Linked DNA regions of Urocitellus parryii: region 2 is linked to region 1. Evidence: chromatin contacts called from public Hi-C data. All regions are on one chromosome and are shown on one strand. The core of a region is the stretch at or near the end of the contact, and the rest is flanking DNA. Distances in the headings are between cores, read along the strand shown.

Region 1 (4,701 bases), core at 1,100-3,599:
ATGTCTTTGTCTATGGAGACTCCACAGGATAGTAAGAGGAAAATTAATTCCTGTCCTCAGAGAATAGTTGAACAAATGAGATTTGGAAGGCCGCACGCATGCCAGGCGAGCGCGCTACCGCTTGAGCCACATCCCCAGCCCCGGAAGGTTCTTTTACCTTCTTTTGAACAGTGAAATTACCAGAAATTTTAAAAGAAGTTTATTAAATTTTTTTTTCTTGGGGCTGGGGATGTGGCTCAAGCGGTATTGCGCTCGCCTGGCATGCGTGCGACCCGGGTTCGATCCTCAGCACCACATACCAACAAAGATGTTGTGTCTGCCGAGAACTAAAAAATAAATATTTATAAAAAAAAAAAAAAAAATTTTTTTTTCTTCTTTATAGGTATTTCTTTAAAACTACCACCACCACCAAAAACAAAAAACAGTAACTCTAACAAAGCTCTTATAAAGAAATCATGACCATGGCACACCTATTACCCACATAGCCACTTGCAGGCTTGAACAGAACTTAACAAAGGGACTCTAAAATAGAACTAAAACCTTTCTACAAATGTCCTTCACTTACTTTATTCCACTGAGGTGCATAATGGTTAAGACAATGGTTGCTTTTATAAAGAAGAGAATAAAGAAATCCACCATCTCTGCCATAAATCTGTGGGCCAAGGATGGAATAACATACTCTCTGCCTGCAAATTAAAAAAACAAATCAAGTTAGGAAACCCAATCACTTCATATCTGGGAACCAAAGTCAGATAATGAGGGGGAAAAGCAAAGTCAGGGCACAACTTAATAATTCTAAAAAATATATAACCTGAAGCAATTATCAGGTATTGATTCCATAAGGGTACTATTAAATGTAACAACTATTTAGAGAGTATTTATATAAGACTAGTTAGCTTACAATTTGCTTTCACCTTAATGTTTAAAATTTGATTTCTTAGCTAATGACTAGAGTGCCCAATACATTGCACTAGGGACTAGAAGAACTAGATGATCACATACAGGAAACAAAATCTAACACTTGTAGTAAAAATCAAGGTTAAGAATGGACAACTAGTATTAAGTAAATCCCTATATCCCACATGCTACTTTCATTTAGTTTTGCTTTCTATTAAAAAACAAAAACAAAACAACAACAAAAAAAGCCCTGATATCAACCTCCCAACCTAATTCTGTCAGGGGTCGTGTTCTGGCATCCACCAGTGCTCGGCCATGCACAGGATTCGCTTTAACGAACTCGGCGTATTCTAGTCCACCCCGAGGTGCACAGGGCCTTGGGTCAGTAGGCCAGGCCCGAAGTCATCCCTCCTCTCGGTCTGCGACCCTCCCCGACGCGCGGTCCCGCCATCGGGGGCCCAGGCCGGCCGTCGGGCCAGGGGTCTCCCCCTCGGGGGCTGCGGCTGAGCGCAGCGGCCTACCAACGAGGGATTCGCTGCGCGCGGGGCGCCGTGGCCCCGGGTGAGGGAACCCGTTCGGGCGCCGGGCACCGCGGCCCACGACCCCGGGCGGCCTACGACCCCAGGCGGCCCACGACCCCGCGCCTCTCACCCGCCTGCCGCGCGGCGTCGCTCGCCGTCCGCGCAGGCACCGCGGTTCCTACTCTTGTCACTGGTGTCGCCCGGACCGTCCCAGGCACGGGAGCAACCCGCGGCCCCAAGCCCGCAACCGGAGCCGGGGTGGCGATGCCCGCCGCTGCCGCCGCCGCCGCCGCCGCCTCGGGCCCCGCGGCCCCGGCGCCCAGGAAGTAGAAGGGGTTGTAGTAGCCGAGCTGCGGCGCGGCGGCCGGGGAGGTGGCGCCGGCCGCGGGGTAGCTGGGCGGCGGCTGAGGGCCGCAGTAGGCGGGGAAGGCGGCCAGGCCGCTGTGCCAGGTCAGGTAGCCGCAGTACGACTGCCACAGCCACTCGTGCACCTGCCGCGAGTACTCGCGGGCGCTCAGCCGCGCCGACCTCTCCCGGGACGCCGCGGCCTCGGGCGCGTCGCAGCTCGCCGGCTCCGGCGGCCCCGCGGCCGCCTCCCTGCGATTCCGGGGCTCGCGCGGCGGCTCCGGCTCCTCGGCGGCGGCGGACGCGGGGCCCGGGGTTGGAGGCCGGCCCGGGGCCTGAGGCTCGGCCTGCGGCCCGTCCCGGGAGCCGGGGGCAGCGGCGGCGACGGCGGCGGCGGAGGGGCCACTCGGGGAGGGGACCGGCTCGTGGTCTCCTCCGCCTTCCTCCCGCCCGGGAGGGCGGCCTCGGGCTTCCTCGGGCCCCTCTGCCATCGTCGCCTCAGCAGCACCCTCCGCGGTACCTGTCACTGAGCCTTTCCCTCCCCCAGCGGCCCCTCCCCAACAGCGCCGTCGCCACCGCAGCACCGCAGGCGTCAACAATCCGCCGCCGGAAGCGGAAACCCCGCCCCTCGGAGGCCGCCGGGAGGAGCCGGGGCGGCGTCTCCTCAGTAGCTGCAACCAGGTGGTCGCCCTGCTCTGGGTTTCGCGCTGCGCTTTGTGATGTTAATGGCATCCAAGTGGAGGCGTTTCTAGAAGTTTCTGTGGGGATGGGCCGAGGTCCTGCCGGGAAGACTGTGGAGGGCCAGGAGGGTTTCCCGCAGAGGTCCCGGGCGGACGCCGCCTGTTCTGCGACGCCCAGAGTGGGTGGACCGCGCCAGTTCACGATTTGTCCCGAGGATGCCGTGTTTGTGCCCTGAGATGATAGACCCAAAGCCCCACTCAACTGAGACGTATGTAAGATGGAATGTCTCAATGTGGACATTTTCAACTGAAAGAAGAGAAGAAGGGTTGTGCTGATTTAGGGGCCCGAGCAGCGCGGTTCTGAACCGTGCTTTCCTCCTGCTGTCGGGCCGCCTCCCGTTTCCGCAGATGTGCCTCAGCCCAGGGGACCTTTCCCTTTATTTTGCTGGGAAAAGACCATGGCCCAGAACTTTGGTGCCCTCTCTCAGTACCTTAGCCCATGCGGGATAACTCCTATCCCCCTGCGACCAGAATTCTAGACTTAATATTTCATACACACACGCACACATACATACGTGTATACATATGCATATATATAAATTGAACCACTGAGCTGCATCTACAGTCCTTTTTATTTTTTATTTTTGAGACGGAGACTTAATAAATTGCCTAGGCTGAACTTTAACTTGCATTTCTCCTGCCTCAGCCCCACCATGCCTGGCTACATATTTATATCAATCAATTAATTTATATCAATTAATTTATATCAATCAATTAATCATAGGACTTCTTTTTTTATTATTTATTGTTGGTCGTTCAAAACATTACATAGTTCTTAATACATCATATCTCACAGTTTGATTCAGGTGAGTTATGAACTCCCAATTTTACCCCGTATACAGATTGCTGTATCACATCAGTTACCCTTCCATTGATTGACATATTGCCTTTCTCGTGTCTGATGTATTCTGCTGTCTGTCCTATTCTCTACTATCCCCCCTCCCCTCCCCTTTTCTCTCTCTACCCCTTCTACTGTAAATCATTTCTTCCATTTGTATTATCTTGTCTTACCCCTCCTTTCCTCTTATATGTCATTTTTGTATAACCCTGAGGATCGCCTTCCATTTCCATGCGATTTCCCTTCTCACTCCCTTTCCCTCCCACCTCTCATCCCTGTTTAATGCAAATCTTCTTCTCAAGCTCTTCGTCCCTACCCTGTCCTTGTTTACTCCCCTTATATCAAAGGAGTCATTTGGTATTTGTTTTTTAAAGATTGACTGGCTTCACTTAGCATAATCTGCTCTAATGCCATCCATTTCCCTCCAAATTCTATGATTTTGTCATTTTTTTTTTTTTAATATTTATTTTTTAGTTCTCGGCGGACACAACATCTTTGTTGGTATGTGGTGCTGAGGATCGAACCCGGGCCGCACGCATGCCAGGCGAGCGCGCTACCGCTGAGCCACATCTCCAGCCCGATTTTGTCATTTTTTAATGCAGAATAATACTCCATTGTGTATAAATGCCACATTTTTTTTATCCACTCATCTATTGAAGGGCATCTAGGCTGATTCCACAATCTTGCTATCGTGAATTGTGCTGCTAAATCATAGGACTTCTAACCAGAAAGTGATGGTGACTCTGTTCCTTCTGAGTTCCTCAAGTGAACATGTAGACCTTCTCCATCTCCTCTAGCCACAATTCATTGTGCTCATTTGCTGAGTGTGTTAAGTGCTGGATGTGTGCCGGGTGTTGGAATACAAAGGTGAATGAAACACCACCATTGTGGTTGAGGGGATGACAGAACATATGGGAGAACTTGGCGTGTCAGTTAGTACAGGATTAAAGTGTTAGTCCAAAGTGGGGAGTGATCAGTTCTGCTTGCAAAGAGACAGGTGAGAACTTGGAATGGCTTTGTAGGAGGTGACTTTTGTTATAGGGACTGGCAGGGAGGGTGATTCCAGGGAGAGGGTGCAACAGGAGTGGAGTTAATGTAAAAAGAGCCAGGCTGAGGCAGCCTGAGAGGGCCCCACATAGAGATGAATCGCAACACTAGGGAGGGGTTGGACTTTTTTTTCTCCAGGTGAGGGAGTTTGGACTTTGTCTTACAGAGAGCAGAAGCTATAAAACAATTTCTATCAGGGAAATAAAGGTAGTCTGCTGAGGGCCATTACCAAGTAGGTATGACGCATCGTAATCCTTGCCAGTGTACCCCATGTTAAATGGACTTGCCTTGGAAATTTGCTGCGACCTTGCTT
Region 2 (4,701 bases), core at 696-3,195, 370 kb before region 1:
GATCAAGAAGGTGGTAGGATTAGCAAGTAGTGTGCAGAGGAGTTGGACCCTCCTGCCTCTCCCTCTTGGAAGTCTGGCAGGACACTGGAAGTCTGGCAGGACAGGAAGGCTGAAGGGTGAAAGCTCAGCTATAGTCAACAATGAATTGAGATATTTGAATATTTTTTAAAGAATGTTGGAGAAGAGACAAGTTAGACTAAGTCAAGGATCCACAGAGTCAGGCTGGGAAGCATCTTGAGAAGGTAACATCTCAGCACAGACCTGGCCTGCATTTGTGCTGCTCTGAGGGTAGCAGCCAGCCTTGTGTGACTGCCACTGGCCACGTGTGACTAATGAGCACTTGAAAGGGAGCTAATCTGAACTGGAATGTGCTGTAAGTGAACAATACACACTGGATTTTACTTATGACACACAAAAGAAAGAGTATAACATCTCGTTGATATTTTTTGTAATGATTAAAAAAAAATCAAAGTGACAATATTTGTATATTTGGGGTTAAATAAAATAGACACTTAAATTAACATCACTAGATTCTTTTATAAAGTGTGGCGACAAAAAAATAGCATGATATAATGTAGCACTCATATTTCTATTAGGCAACACTGTTTCTAAAAATATTCCATTTTTTGATGTTCTGAATGGCATTTCTTCACTAAGAAATTACTTCTGGAAGAACTCTCTGTTGGGTGTGTTTTTAGTGGATAATTTAGTTGGAATGGAAATGTATTCTGAAATTACGGAACTAGTTGGTTGTGGTATTCTAATATACAATCTTTGAATCATGTAACAAGTAATAAGGAAATGTTCTTTCTTACATTAAGTTTCTCTCCCAGGGTTTTAACAGGTGATAGAACCCTGTGTTCTCAGAAGTCTAGGAAATAAAAGGGTCACTGGTTATGATTGGGATCTCTAAGTGAACAGAATGTCAAGGGCCTTGTTCGAGTAAGACATTTGGGTAAAAACATCCTGCAAATGGAAGACTGTAATAGATTTTTTTTTGCTTTCAATCCTACCTGAGATTGGAATACTGGAACCTGTTGGTATTTGATGGACTCACCATAGTGCATTGGTTCTCAGACGTGACTGTATGTTATAATCAGCTGGGGGGCCTTTACAATTCCCAGCAGCCCAGACCACACCCCAGAGCAGCTAAATCTCCGGGGATGAAGCTCAGCCACTTGCTAGCCATGTGACCCTAGACATGATATTGAACCTCTATGAACTCTATTGTAGAAAATGAGTGATGAAAATAATACACCATATAGGATTGTCATGAGGTTTAAAAGAGATAACCTATGTAAACCCTTTTTATAAAAAAGGCATGCATGGAGCAAATTTCTATAGTAATTGTTAACAGCTTTATCATTTTATATTTCTTCCTCTGGAAGGCACTCTCAGCCGTGGCTCTCCATCTGAAAGTCACAAGCTTAGTGTGTTGGAGTATTGTCCTATAACCTTCCTTCTTCCGCATGCAAATTCATTTTATAAATATTCAGGAAACATCTGCTTTACTACAAACGTCTTAAAACACACCAAAGAAGTGCGCACCCCTTCTCACTTTCTGAGAGTTTTAACCTTGACGCGTCTGTGTTCTCCCAGCCGGGTCACACCTCACATGAAGGGACCATGGGACTCCAGCGCTGGAATACTGGGTTCTACTTCCTGCTTTGTCCTTCATGGGCTGCAGAACAGGGACACCCTGTCCTCTATGGCTGTGCTTCCTCCCCTGTTAAATGCAGGGGATCCACCCACGGCTGAGGGTTACCGGTCTGCACAAAAAATGCGCACGTGAATTCGCCCCGGAAACGTCCACACAGGCAGAAACGCCGCGCGCCCACCAGGGGGCGGTAGGTCGCGGTCAGCCACCCGCGGCGCTGACGTCAGGGCGGACGCCCCGCCCAGTGGCCGTGACCGCGGGCTGCGCGGGGGCAGCGTCCAGCCGGGGACAGCGCGCCATGGGGGAGGAGGCCTCGGGCGGCGGGGGGACGCCGCGGGAGCTGGTGCGCGAGGCCGAGATCAGCCTGCTCGAGTGCAAGGTGTGCTTTGAGAGGTTCGGCCACAGCCAGCAGCGGCGCCCGCGCAACCTGGCCTGCGGCCACGTGGTCTGCCTGGCCTGCGTGGCCGCCCTGGCACACCCGCGGACCCTGGCCCTCGAGTGCCCCTTCTGCCGGCGAGCCTGCCGCGCCTGCGACACCAGCGACTGCCTGCCGGTGCTGCACCTGCTGGAGCTCCTGGGCTCCACCCTTCACCGGTCCCCAGCTGCCCCCTGCGCCGCCCCCTGCATCCCCGGGGCCCTTAGCTGCCACCACGCCTTTGGCGGGTGGGGGACCCTGGTCAACCCCACGGGTCTGGCACTTTGTCCCAAGACGGGACGGGTCGTGGTGGTGCACGACGGCAAGAGGCGGGTCAAGATCTTTGACTCAGGGGGAGGATGTGTGCATCAATTTGGAGAGAGAGGGGACGCCGCCCAAGACATTAGGTACCCACTGGACGTCACCGTCACCAATGACTGCCACGTGGTTGTCACCGATGCTGGCGACCGCTCCATCAAAGTGTTTGATTTTTTTGGCCAGATCAAGCTCGTCATCGGAGGCCAGTTCTCCTTACCTTGGGGTGTGGAGACCACCCCTCAGAATGGGGTCCTGGTAACCGATGCAGAAGGAGGGTCTCTGCACCTGCTGGAAGTCGACTTCCTGGAAGGAGCCCTTCAGAGAACAGAAAGGTTGCAAGCTCATCTGAGCAGTCCCCGAGGGGTGGCAGTGTCTTGGCTCACTGGGGCTGTGGCGGTCCTAGAGCACCCGTTGGCCCTGGGACCCGGGACCTGCAGTACCAGGGTGAAGGTGTTTAGCTCAAGTATGCAACTGATCGGCCAGGTGGATACCTTTGGGCTGAGCCTCTTCTTTCCCTCCAGAGTTACTGCTTCAGCTGTGACCTTTGATCACCAGGGGAATGTGGTCGTGACAGATACCTCAGGTCCAGCTATCCTGTGCTTAGGAAAACCTGAAGAGTTCCCAGGATTGAAGCCCATGGTCACTGAGGGCCTTTCCCATCCTGTGGCACTGACCTTCACCAAGGAGAATTCTCTTCTTGTGCTGGATACTGCATCTCATTCTGTAAAAGTCTATAAAGCTGACTGGGGGTAATGGGGTGAGGCGGGGATCCTGGGGCCTGGAGTCAGAAGACCTTGTGCTGTCACTAGCGAATTGTTTAACCCTGGATAAGTCACTTGACTCATCCATGGAAACTGCCTGGCAGAATTACAAAAGCTGGGCCAGTTATTAAAGAATAATAATTAAATCCAGCCTTATTGAATGTATACTCCCAGTCCTAAGAAATTTGCAAATATTATTTCACTTAATTCTTAATAGCCAGTGAGGTAATTTCTACTATTAGTCCCATTTTAGAGATAAGAAAACAGACCCAGAGAGCTTAAGTGGCTTCCCTAACATCACATTTACTTACAGTAATAGTCACAATATCAACTCAATTTTAACTTGACTCCAAACCCCTTGCTCTTAAATAAGATATCAAATGTGGGGAAAATATGTGAATGAGCATTGTTGCTATGGGCACTCTGTTTACAAGTAACTATTTTAGATGCACAAAGAAAAGATTTTAGAGAGTTGGGGAGAAAAAGGATTTTGTAGTGAGCCTCATTTTTCACACCTTTAATGCCACATTAGATGAAGTTACTGCTGCTCTTGAGTCACTTGAATAAGAAAATCAATTGACCTGGTGGAAAAGGTATACTTTTAGTAGCAGTGTCTCCTCATCTGTAGGCACTCAGAACATGCCTCTTGGTTGGCAGACAGAGGCCTGCAGAACACTACAAACTAGTGAGAGACAGAATGTTTCCTCTTTTATGTTAATAAGGAGACAAGTCAACATAATTTGCTTGCCACTTTATAGTAGGTGGTACCTGAAGCACTTTGTGATGTGGGTTTACTCTGTGCAATTTAAATTGGTCTCACGCGTAGCAAACACTGTGTACTCGATAACTACTTCCCTTGATTCTTTTAGAACAGTGGTAAACACTCACATACTTCTTGAATTGAAGTTTATCCCCGACCCAGATAATGCCCTAATGTTGCAATTGAGTCCATGAATGGGTGAAGTAGCTGCTCCTTTAGAATCAAATGTTTTCTTTCTTTCTGGTTTTTTTTTTTTTTTCAGCTAATACGACTATCCTAGAGTGTAGGGATATTGGAATAATACCAAATAACTGGCCCTTCAAACGCAGCAGAGAAAAACATTGTCTCATGGAAAAAATATTGCTCTTGAAAGGTCAGAGTTTGCTTTAAATAATAACAGATGATTTATCCACAAAAATAGTGTCCCATTATGCAGAGTTTTAGTAGCTAAGATGTCCCTTCTAAAGTAGCCCTGAAATTATGAGTAAGATATGTTCCAAGGGATTGTGAGCTAAAAGAGAGAGCCGGGCTCCCGAGCAGGTGCGCAAAGGCCCATTTTTGCTCTTAGTGCCCAGAATACAGCATTAAATAGTAAAGTTGAGGCTCCCTGGGCCACGTTCGTCAGTGCATTCCAAACAGGGATTCCAGGGCAATTCCCTTCTCCCCACCCTTAAATGTGTCTTCCGGGTTTGTTCTTTAAAGCAAGCTGATGGAGGAGCTTGAATCATGTCACACTGAACCCCCAGAGAGTCGAGACACTGGAGAGCTTTGCGATGGGCAGGAAGAAGTG

The links. A called contact is a pair of places that touch in the nucleus more often than the background predicts.
Region 2: a contact with region 1 is called in a Hi-C map of muscle, with 4 times the contacts expected there. The contact joins the promoter of Nhlrc1 here to the promoter of Fam8a1 in region 1. A contact is called at or near these places in 2 of 2 Hi-C or Micro-C datasets (liver and muscle).

What each region holds. Positions count from the first base shown.
Region 1 is chr8:146,988,329-146,993,029 of mUroPar1.hap1, reverse strand. It overlaps Fam8a1 (family with sequence similarity 8 member A1), which reads right to left and starts at 2,349. Exons shown (of 5, transcript XM_026402180.2): 1 at 1,549-2,349; 2 at 566-686. The coding sequence starts at 2,254.
Region 2 is chr8:147,357,205-147,361,905 of mUroPar1.hap1, reverse strand. Nhlrc1 (NHL repeat containing E3 ubiquitin protein ligase 1) reads left to right here and starts at 1,945. Exons shown (of 1, transcript XM_026402195.2): 1 at 1,945-3,281. The coding sequence starts at 1,956. The coding sequence ends at 3,143.